Regions from separate parts of the Zea mays genome. Here region 1 is linked to region 2. A link is a contact called in public Hi-C data. All regions are on one chromosome and are shown on one strand. Each heading gives the region's core, a stretch centred on a gene start, on an enhancer-like site or on the middle of the called end of the contact. The rest is flanking DNA. Distances are from core to core; before and after follow the strand shown. Region 1 holds the start of LOC100304328. Region 2 holds the start of LOC103626393 (E3 ubiquitin-protein ligase BRE1-like 1).

Region 1 (4,686 bases), core at 1,161-3,660, 230 kb before region 2:
ATTGCACAAATTGTGCATTCAGTATTTCCCAACTGCCACTGAAGCTACTTCAGAGTAGAAGCACTCCGATACAATCCTGTCATTGCACTGGTAATCTTGTCATTCGAATTTTTGATTTGGAAGCTTCCAGCTCTCATTGGCCTGCCTGGCTTGGACAGGAAGAGCGTGTTGAGCATCTTATCCAGATCCTCGGCGCTGTACTTCACATACCTGCTCGCACTAACGTCCTGCTCAACAAGCGGCCCATAATTCTGCATGAAGCTCCTGTAAACAGGCACTACGGCCTGCACCACGAGGTGGCATGTCTTCTGCTGCAAATCCCTATCCGATATCACCCATTTAGACTGCTTTTGAAACATCTCGTCGAAGCTAGCATTGAATGATTTGAGCCTCTGTTTCACTAAATCTCTTGCAGTAGCCCGGCCCTTGGAAAACATGATCAGGCCCTCCCTGCTCAACAGGGGTGCAAGTGTTCCCCAGCTCTCCCTCAGAAACATCGCTGAGTAGTAATCCTTGTACTGTTCATGCTCCCGGAGCCATGGATCACCTAACAGCTCGCCCAGCTTAGTACCCTTTAGGTGTTTGAAGAAGTGCCAGTGTATGTTCATCATGAAGAGAGACGACAGTGTTGTATCTCCATAAGCCTTTGACCATGTATCAAAGTTGAGCTCAAGTGTCTTAACGATATTAAGCACCGCATCAACAAGCATCTTGTCATTAAACACTTCTTTGCGCCAGCTGCGGTGGATGGTGATCACCTGTGTTAGCACAGATCGATACTGCTCCCCAAGAAGCTGATTGCAGTACTTAGCGACAAAGCTCACTAGGCGTGGCACCCCGCCGTCAACTGGTGGCGGTATAGTGCGCTGCAGCTCAACCTGAACAAGCAATTCCTCAAAGATCTCAACAGCACCATCCACGACCCTCTTGACGAGCTCCCTAGTCCTGCTTTGGATCTCTACGCAGGCCTTTCCACCGAACAAACGGTTGAAATCCAGCCTCAGCTTGTTCAAACAATGGAACACATCGAGCAGCCGCAATAGCTTGATGGGGTCCTTCCTGGCATCAGCCAGGGCACGGCCAAAGTCGAGGAAATCAAGAATGCCAGCACGAGCTGCAATCTCAGCAAAGCACAAGGGCGCGGCCTCAGGCCGCCGTTCAAACACCGCGACACAGAGCTTTCTCTCAGCTTCAAGGAGGTGGTGCACCGCAAACTCCAGATGCCGGGCCCAGCGCTCGACGCTCGGGCTGAGCGCCTGCGCGTCCCCCGACGTCTCCTTGAGGTAATCAAGGCCGAGCGCGCGGAGGCTGGCGCACACGGTATCCCCTCGCGCGTCCCCATACGCCGAGGAGCAGTGGTCAAGCCGGCCGTTGGCAGCGAGGCGGTCAAGGATGAGGCTGAGCTTGTGCACGACTGCGGCAGGGATCCGAGAAGGGACGACGGGGGGCGGATCGGAGCCAGAGCCGTCGGGGTCCTTCATAGCAAGCGGCGCGGAGTGGTCCTTGAGGAGCCGGCGGAACTCAGCCTGGAGCATGTCAAGCGCGGCGGCGAGCAGCCCGGCGTCGAGGCCGGCGGAGGCGTCGTCCCTGAGGCGGTCGAGCGCGGCGGCGAGGCCGGCCACGAAGCGGGCGTCGGCGAGCCTGCGCTCCCCGAGGTAGGCGACGATGTCGGCCAGCCACTGCGTGGCGAGGCCGCAGTTGTCGGAGAGGAGGCGGAGCGCGGCCTCGAGCTGCGCGAGCACGGCGAGGTAGCCCGGGAGGTCGGCGGCGGCGGCGGCGCGGTCGAGGAGCGGCGGCTCGAGGCCGTGCACGGCGTCGAACACCTTGAGCACGGCGGCGGCGGGGCCCACGGCGCGGTCGATGTTGGGCCCCGCCGTGGCGAGCGCCTCCGGCGGCGCGCGGATCGGGCGCACTGACGCCTCCATGGCCGGCAGCCGCGCCTGGATCCCCTCCAGCCGGGGCGCCAGCGCGCGGCTCAGCGCGCGCGACTTGTCCAGGCCGGCCCGCAGCGCGCGGCGCGCCGCCAGGAGGCTCGCCAGCGGCCCCGCCTCGTCGTCGTGGGACGCCCCCATCCGGAGCACGCACGCACGGACGCCCCTGTAATGCGGGAACGGTCGCGGCGGTGAGTCGGAGGTTCGCCCGCCGATCCCGCACGGGAATCCAACCAGAGAGCCGCGGCGGGGGCGCGGGCGCGGCTACGCACCAGCAGGTGTTGTTGGTGAGACTCGAGGCGGCGCTCCCACGGTACGGCAACTAGTAGTTATCCGAGGGGGGGCGTGGCGCGTGAGGGGGACTGGCACACGGTAGGTGAGAGGCGCTGGGAACAGGAGGCCATGCCGGCGCGGAGCGGAGAGGAGAGGAGTCTAGTGTGATAGTATGGCCATATGGGGAAGAAAGAGGTGCGGGGGCGAGGGGGTTTAGGCTGGAAAAGGGGGGCGAGGCGAGAAAGGAGGAGGGAAAGAGACGGGAGTCCTTTTGGCTCGATTGGAGAGGAACGAAAGGAAGGCTCGGCGTCGGACGCGTCCAAGGCGCGGCCGAGGAGAGGAGGCGGAGGGGGAGGAAGGCCGCGTGCGCCCGTTTCCTCTCTCTCTTTTTTTCTGTTGGGCCGCGGGCGGAAAGGCGGCCGCGGGCGCAGGTGGACGTGGGGCTCGGCACGGCAGCCGGCAGGACAGGGCAGGGGCGCGTGATTACGAGGCAGCTGGCAGCGCCGCGCAGAAGGCACAGGCAGCGCCGCGGGTGTCTATCCGCGGGGCCGGGGCCGAGGCCGGTGGGCGGCGGGGGGTTGGGTTGGGTTGGACGGGACGGGACGGGACGGGGCGCGGCGAGGGTGGTTCGAGCAACGCCGCAACGGGTGTTTTTTTCGCGACCGTGACCGTGACGCAGGCGACCAGGCGGCGGGCCGGAATTGTCAGGTGATCTTCTGGCCGTCGCTGGCTGGGGGACTGCACGCACACGCACCTGGCCGGCTGCAGGCCTGGGGAGCGGCGGCGAAAGCTGTGCCCCCGTTCTTATTCTTGGTCAACGACTGATTCCCAGGACCCGCCACATCGTCAGAGGATCCGAGGTCGTCCGCTGGAGTATTACTTGCAAGTTGCAACCCTCTCTGGCTCTCTCTCGTGGCCTCGTGCATGCCCTGCTAGCAAGCAGTCCTGGCCTGGTGACATCTGTCGCGTGTACTGTCACGTGGTGGAACTGACTGACGGGCGCCACCCGTGCCTATCGTCGTAGGCTGCAGTGCTCTCTTGTCCACCTGCCAGTTGGAATGCACTAGTACTCGCATTCCGTGTCAAGCCGGCCGCAGAATCGGTGCCTGTTGTAGTACTGTCTCCGACGCCGGGCAACGGAGTGGGGGCAAAAAGGTGAACTTGCCAGCGGAAGGGAATGGTGTGCAAGCAAAACCCAAGTAGTATTGTACGTAACGTACCGGTACACTACACCATCACTAGTGGTACTAGCTACTGTACTGCGCCCCCTCCTCGCTGATGCACGATTCGTTGGCATTCAAGGGCTGCTGTTGCCATCATCATGCCATGCTAGCGTGCGTGCATGGTCAAGTGCAGCAGCAATGGGGGGACCGAGGGCTTGGTTGGATGAATGCGAGTTTGTGTTTGGCAGCGGACAGTTACGGGTCCCCTCCCCTGCGTTGCATTATTGACCTATACTCGGTGATAGCCGGCAAGTGCCAGCGGTTCCTCGGCGTCTGTGTGTGTGTGAACGTTAGTAGTACGGGGCATTTTTCTGGTTTTTTTTATTTTACTATTTTTATTTTCAGAAATTTACAGTAACACAGCTGTTGGGACTACTTATCGAGTTAGCACTCTAGATGTAGGGTCTTCACATATGACTGGTTCGGGAACCGGTGGATATAAAAAAAAATTGTTGGCCAAGGAATAGTAGCGCACAATCATTTCGAATGGTGAATCATGAGGAATTAATTAGAAATTTGAGATTATGGTTGGATATCAAGCCAGCTCGGCTCGGCTCGTTAAGCCAACGATCCATAAAATCGGTTTGGCTCGTTTACGAGCTCGAGCCGACTCGTTTAGCTCACGAGCTAGAGGGGGAAAGCAATATGTGTATATGTCGGGTACCATAATTAGGGGTACCCTTAACACTCCTAAACTCGACTGTTAATCACCATCAGCGCAAGCCGCAGATACTGATGTGCATGATTCAGGTTAAAGCTTCGTCCACTCAAGGGATACGATCTCGCCTCGTACGAGCCCAGCCTCGGGCAAGAACAGTACTCCTAGACGAATCCACGCCTCGCCCGAGGACCTCCTCAAGCAACGGGCGCACCCTCGACTCGCTCGAGGCCCAGCTCGGGCAGGCTTCGCAGTGAAGCAACCTTGGCCAGATCGTCTCGCCAACCGATCGTATCGCAGGAGCATTCAATGCGAGGATCGCCTGACACCTTATCCTGACGCGCGGTCCTCAGTCGACAGGGCCGAAGTGACCGCAGTCACTTCGCCCTTCCACGGACCGACCTGACAGGAAAGCAGTGTCGCCTGCCCCGCTCCGACTGTTGTGCCACCCGCCAGGGTGAGGCTGACAGCAGCTGAGTCCAGCCTCAGGCGCCACAGGAAGCTCCGCCTCACCCGACCTTGGGCCTCGGCCTCGGGAGAAGTCTCCGCCTCGCCGGACCCCAGGGCTCGCCCCCCGCCTCGGCCTCGGAAGATGGACTCC
Region 2 (4,759 bases), core at 1,272-3,771:
TGGACAGCACTGTCTAAACCATGTGGTCATAGGATGCTGGGACGTAGAGTGGCAATATCTAGAGTTTGATCTGTAACATGATTCGGATTAAAAACATGGTATTAATTAATTGGTCTCATTAGCAGACATGATTTACAAAACAAAAAGTACAGCTACAGCATTTTTCCTTCTCTGAGCACCATTGGTGCTTTGTTGGAACTTTAAAATGTTTATTAACATGCAAGAAAACCCTGTGTTGGGACAGAACATACAACAAGATAAATAGAAATGTGCTGATTGAGGCAGTTTCTAGATTTCACATAGCAGATAAATTACATCTGAACCCAATGAATATTGGTATGCATTCAAAGACAAAATGAAACACTGCAATTTAATCCAAACTGTATCTTCTAGCAGACTCATGGCCTAGGTTACGTCAAAAGTTCAATAATCTTTACCAAGAATATAGCATTTGGTTCTATACACTTATAGATACCTGAATATTATAAAAGGGCAGACCAGGCTCCAACATAAGTGGGGTCTAGGGAAGGGATAAACCAAGGAGAGCCTTCCCCCGCAAATGCGGAGATACCTGAATATTATATTGTGCCTAAATCCTCCGATGTTTATCATTTTATAGTATTCAGGTGGATGAATACCTGAATATTATATTGTGCCTAAATACCTGAATTTCTAATTCTGCTTACCCTCTCCTCTCCTCTATGCGGCTTATATAGTCCTGCGGTCCTGCCACCTAGCACCCCCCCTCTTTAGCCGGCTGTTGGGATATCCGTGGGCGCCTATGCTGATACGTACAGCAGACAAAAAGCATCAATAACAAGGATCAAAGTACAGGGCTCTGGTAACATTATTAGACATGTGTTCCTCCTCTCCAATAGCCACAGCAGGTTCACAAGTTGAAGCACTCCAGCTGGCAACCGAGTCAAAATCTCTTATAGGTTGGGCCGCCTCGACTCGTGGGGCAGATTACGGGCAATTAGCGCTCGGCATCAAGGCTGCTTCCAACTCAGGTCGTAATTCTTCATGATAGGTCGATGTATATCCTTTCCATGCCCCTTTGCATCCACCATGCCTCCAAGCCGGCAAGCCAGGGAACCCAAGGTGCTAGCCATGCAACCATGCAGCGCATGCAAAGGGACCGAAACAGCTGCCCTGAATTTCACGGCCACATCCATGATAGGCAAGGCACAGCCAGCTGCATGCACCAACGGACCCTGTGGCTGGAATCATGGGGTGTTACAAGATACCAAGATGTTTGTTTAGAATGTCGCCATCTACACCGCGACGCCAGCTAGGGTTTCAACTCATTGGTCTTGTTGGTGGCAAGCTGTATTTGGAAACATATAAATGGGTGTGTTTCCTTTTTAAGGGCTTCTCGCCTAATTTTGATGACATCATGTGGGGTATTAGAGATGAGGCCCAAGATGTGGGTATGGCAGGAGCCGAGGGGCTCCGTAGCATATGGACATGATGGTCTCTCTTTCTTGGTCACTGGTTTGCACTATTGTCCATTCGGCGAGTCCTTTCCGTATTTATTCTTTTACCCCTACTAAGGGTTGTACAAGTTATCTAGAGCCTTTTTCTTCTTAATATAATAATGCAGAATTCTCCTGCATGTTCGGGGAAAACGGACATTCATCATCCGTTATTTCTGAATTACGTTTCAGGTTCTGGCACATGCTTGCTTTTCCACTTCGATTCGCTTCCGTTACCAAGTAAACCATATCAGGACATAGCTTGCGCTTTTGCACATCTATTGATGTGTCTATGATTCCTTTTGTACTCAAACCTTATATATTGATGATACATAAACTCTGTAACATCCGGCCCACTTGTGAAGTGGTGACACCGCAGCCCAGTCCATGGCCCAAGTCGAGATGCAAGAGTTGATACAAAAGGACATCCAGAACACGACAGGGCATCGAAGAGAATATTCAGAACAGTTTCCAGTCGTCTTCCTCGTGAAGAAGCGGCAAGGCGAGTTTGTCGGAGCCACATTCCTCGTCGACGGCGGCCACAGGACGTGACAAACTCGTCCAGATGTGGAAGTATTCATGGGCGCAGCAACACCAATAGAGACATAATATTTTTAAAACTGAATTCAAAGAATTTTAGAATCTAGTCTTACACAAATGAATCCAACCCTGGGTTTGAGAAAAATCCCACTGGTGACAGCCCTGGGTCCCAAATCCATCCACACCAAATCCATCCACATCGATTTTTTTCATACTCCACAGCGAGTTAGGGTTGGGGCTCACCTTGGGGTAGGGGCGGACCCAATAACTCCACAGCGAGTTAGGGTTGGGCTCACCTTGGGGGCAGGGGCGGGCCCAACAAAAGACATGGGTGTCACCAAGCAGGAAGAGAAGACAAAGAGCGGGCATACCTGGTGTGGTGGGTGCTCGTCGCCGGCAAAGGGTCCGCCCAAGACCTGGGCAGCTGGCGTAGGGCGGCGGCGGTGGTCGCCCTAGGCGAGGTAAACTGGGCTACGGGAGAGAGAAACAGCGAAAACAGTTGTGAACTCCAGTCTCCAGTCTCCACTCAGGAGAGCGAATTCCTCCGGGACTACTATTACAGCTTCTCCACACGCGCTACTGGGCCGATTTGTGTGCGCGTGCAGGTGCAGAACTGCAGACGCTGATGTGCATGACTACTAGGTTGGTTCGTTAGTGAGAGCAGCCCATGAAAATGATTCGTTCTTTCTCCGCTTTCTTTTCCTTTTTTTTCTTTTTTCCATGGCAATTGGTTCTCTTTGTTATATTATTATGTTTTTTGCTTCTTTTGAAATTTGTGTTCTACAGTATGTTATAACCTTTTATTCCATGAGATTTTTTCTCCCAGTCCTTAACATTTTTTCTTGTGGTGTTGGGATGTGTTTTCTCATGACGTTGGAATACAATTTCTTTGTGATTGATGTTAGACAAAATCTCCTAGATATGGAATATTTTAGTCCATGAAGCTGTAGTATTTTTTCTAGTTAAGCTATAACTTTTTTCTTAACATATTATTGTTTAAGTAAAAAAAATTATCTTGTTAAGTTGAGACAGTTTGTTTCTGATCCAGCACACTTTCCCACACCACTTCTCTAGTTTGTACTCACTCAAATTAAAATTTGTTTTAGATAATTAATAAATTCATATAATATTTGATGTATGTGTTTTATATATGTGTCTAGATTTATCATCATTCATTTGAAATAGACATAAAAAACAAGTGACGGTAGAGTCTTAATTTCTTATCTGTACTAACTATTAAGGTTGGATTGTAGACTGCCCTCGCCCTGCAACCGCCGCTCCGCTGCCCGCCGCATCTCACGCTCTGCAAATCCTGCTCGCCTGCCGTTGCTTCTCCTGCACGCCCGCCGCGATGCACGCCTGGCCTACCACACGCACGCCGCCCGCGTGCAGCACTCCCCTGCCTGACGCCTTCGCTCGCCATGCCCTGCCCCCGTTCGCATCCGCCGCGAGATCCCCGCCCTTCCACCCAAACCCTGCCCCACACCTCGTGCCCCCGTCTCCGCTCGTGATGCCCCTGCCCGCCTCACCGTCGTGACAGCCGCATCCACGTCCACCGCGAGATCCCTGCCCTGCCCCTCGAAAACCCGTTGCCGCAGCCCTCCCCGCGTCCCCCCGCCGCTACAGCCGCCGGGTTGGCCTGCGGTGAGGTCACCGCCCCCCAACGAGGTAGGATGACGTGCCCTCGCCCGACGCCCCTGTCCGCCTCACCAAAGTGCCAGCAAGGTAGTCGAGCGCTCTTCCTCCACCCCACGCTCCGCACATGTCGCGGCCCCCGCCCGCCTCACCGCATCACCAGCGAGGTAGTCGAGCGCTCTTCCTCCACCCCACGCTTGCCAACGCCTCCCGTGCGACCAGATGCTGACGCCTTCCCCCTATCTCATCCCCACCCGACGCTCCCGTGTACCGCCTTCCAGGCTCCCACATCGCAGCAAGGTAGGACGCCACCACGCTCTTCCACCACCCCGCGAGGTAGTCGAGGTTGAGCTGCGGCTCTCGTGCAGCGTCCCTGGCATGGGGTTTGTTTCTCCCTCCAAATTATCATTTTTTGTCACGCCAGTCTTTTGTTCAATTCTTTTGGCAGGATTGTCTTCTCTTCACGTTGTATGTGCTGCCCACTCCATTTTATTTTCTTCTCCACAGGTACTGCATGAATTTGTTGTTGCAATTTATATTAGATGCAGTAACCGAATCTCTGGATGTCATTAGCTGATTGACATTAATCTTGTGTCGTGCCATTAGAATAAATGGTATTTAGATAAACATGCTACAACTTTGTTACAGGGATTATAATTCATTCACACAATAGTTGTTGCAGGGCAGATTTCAGGCATAGTCCCTTAATGGGAAGAACATAAGTTCCTTATCTGTAGATAGGATCAGAGGAGGAAGGGCAAGACAAAGAGAAATTTTGATAGAGCTATCATTCTATTCCTTTTAATTAATGATTCGAAATTATATATAGGATATTTGATGGCACTATCATCCCTAATCATCTAAAGTTTTGATAGAACATATTTTTTCATGTAGCGATTAGAATGATTCAACATGTATTCATGCCAAGAACACATGTAAAACTAACACATAGTTTGCATGTGTTTTATTCCCTAATATTCCTGAAGCCTACTTGGATCGCTGGTAAGTAATTTCTGTCCCTGGCATGCTGCTCTACACTGCCCATTGTGAAGTGCATGTTCGTAAGGGGATGTTGCTCTACTTGGATATCTTTAAAGTTTGTAACTATG

Evidence for each region. A called contact is a pair of places that touch in the nucleus more often than the background predicts.
Region 1: a Hi-C map of leaf shows a contact between it and region 2, with 6 times the contacts expected there. The contact joins the promoter of LOC100304328 here to the promoter of LOC103626393 in region 2. A contact is called at or near these places in 2 of 25 Hi-C or Micro-C datasets (both in leaf).

Annotation. Positions count from the first base shown.
Region 1 is chr5:57,193,864-57,198,549 of Zm-B73-REFERENCE-NAM-5.0, reverse strand. LOC100304328 reads right to left here and starts at 2,410. Exons shown (of 1, transcript NM_001356619.1): 1 at 1-2,410. The coding sequence starts at 2,072. The coding sequence ends at 45.
Region 2 is chr5:56,966,484-56,971,242 of Zm-B73-REFERENCE-NAM-5.0, reverse strand. It overlaps LOC103626393 (E3 ubiquitin-protein ligase BRE1-like 1), which reads right to left and starts at 2,521. Exons shown (of 21, transcript NM_001346887.1): 1 at 2,387-2,521; 2 at 1-70.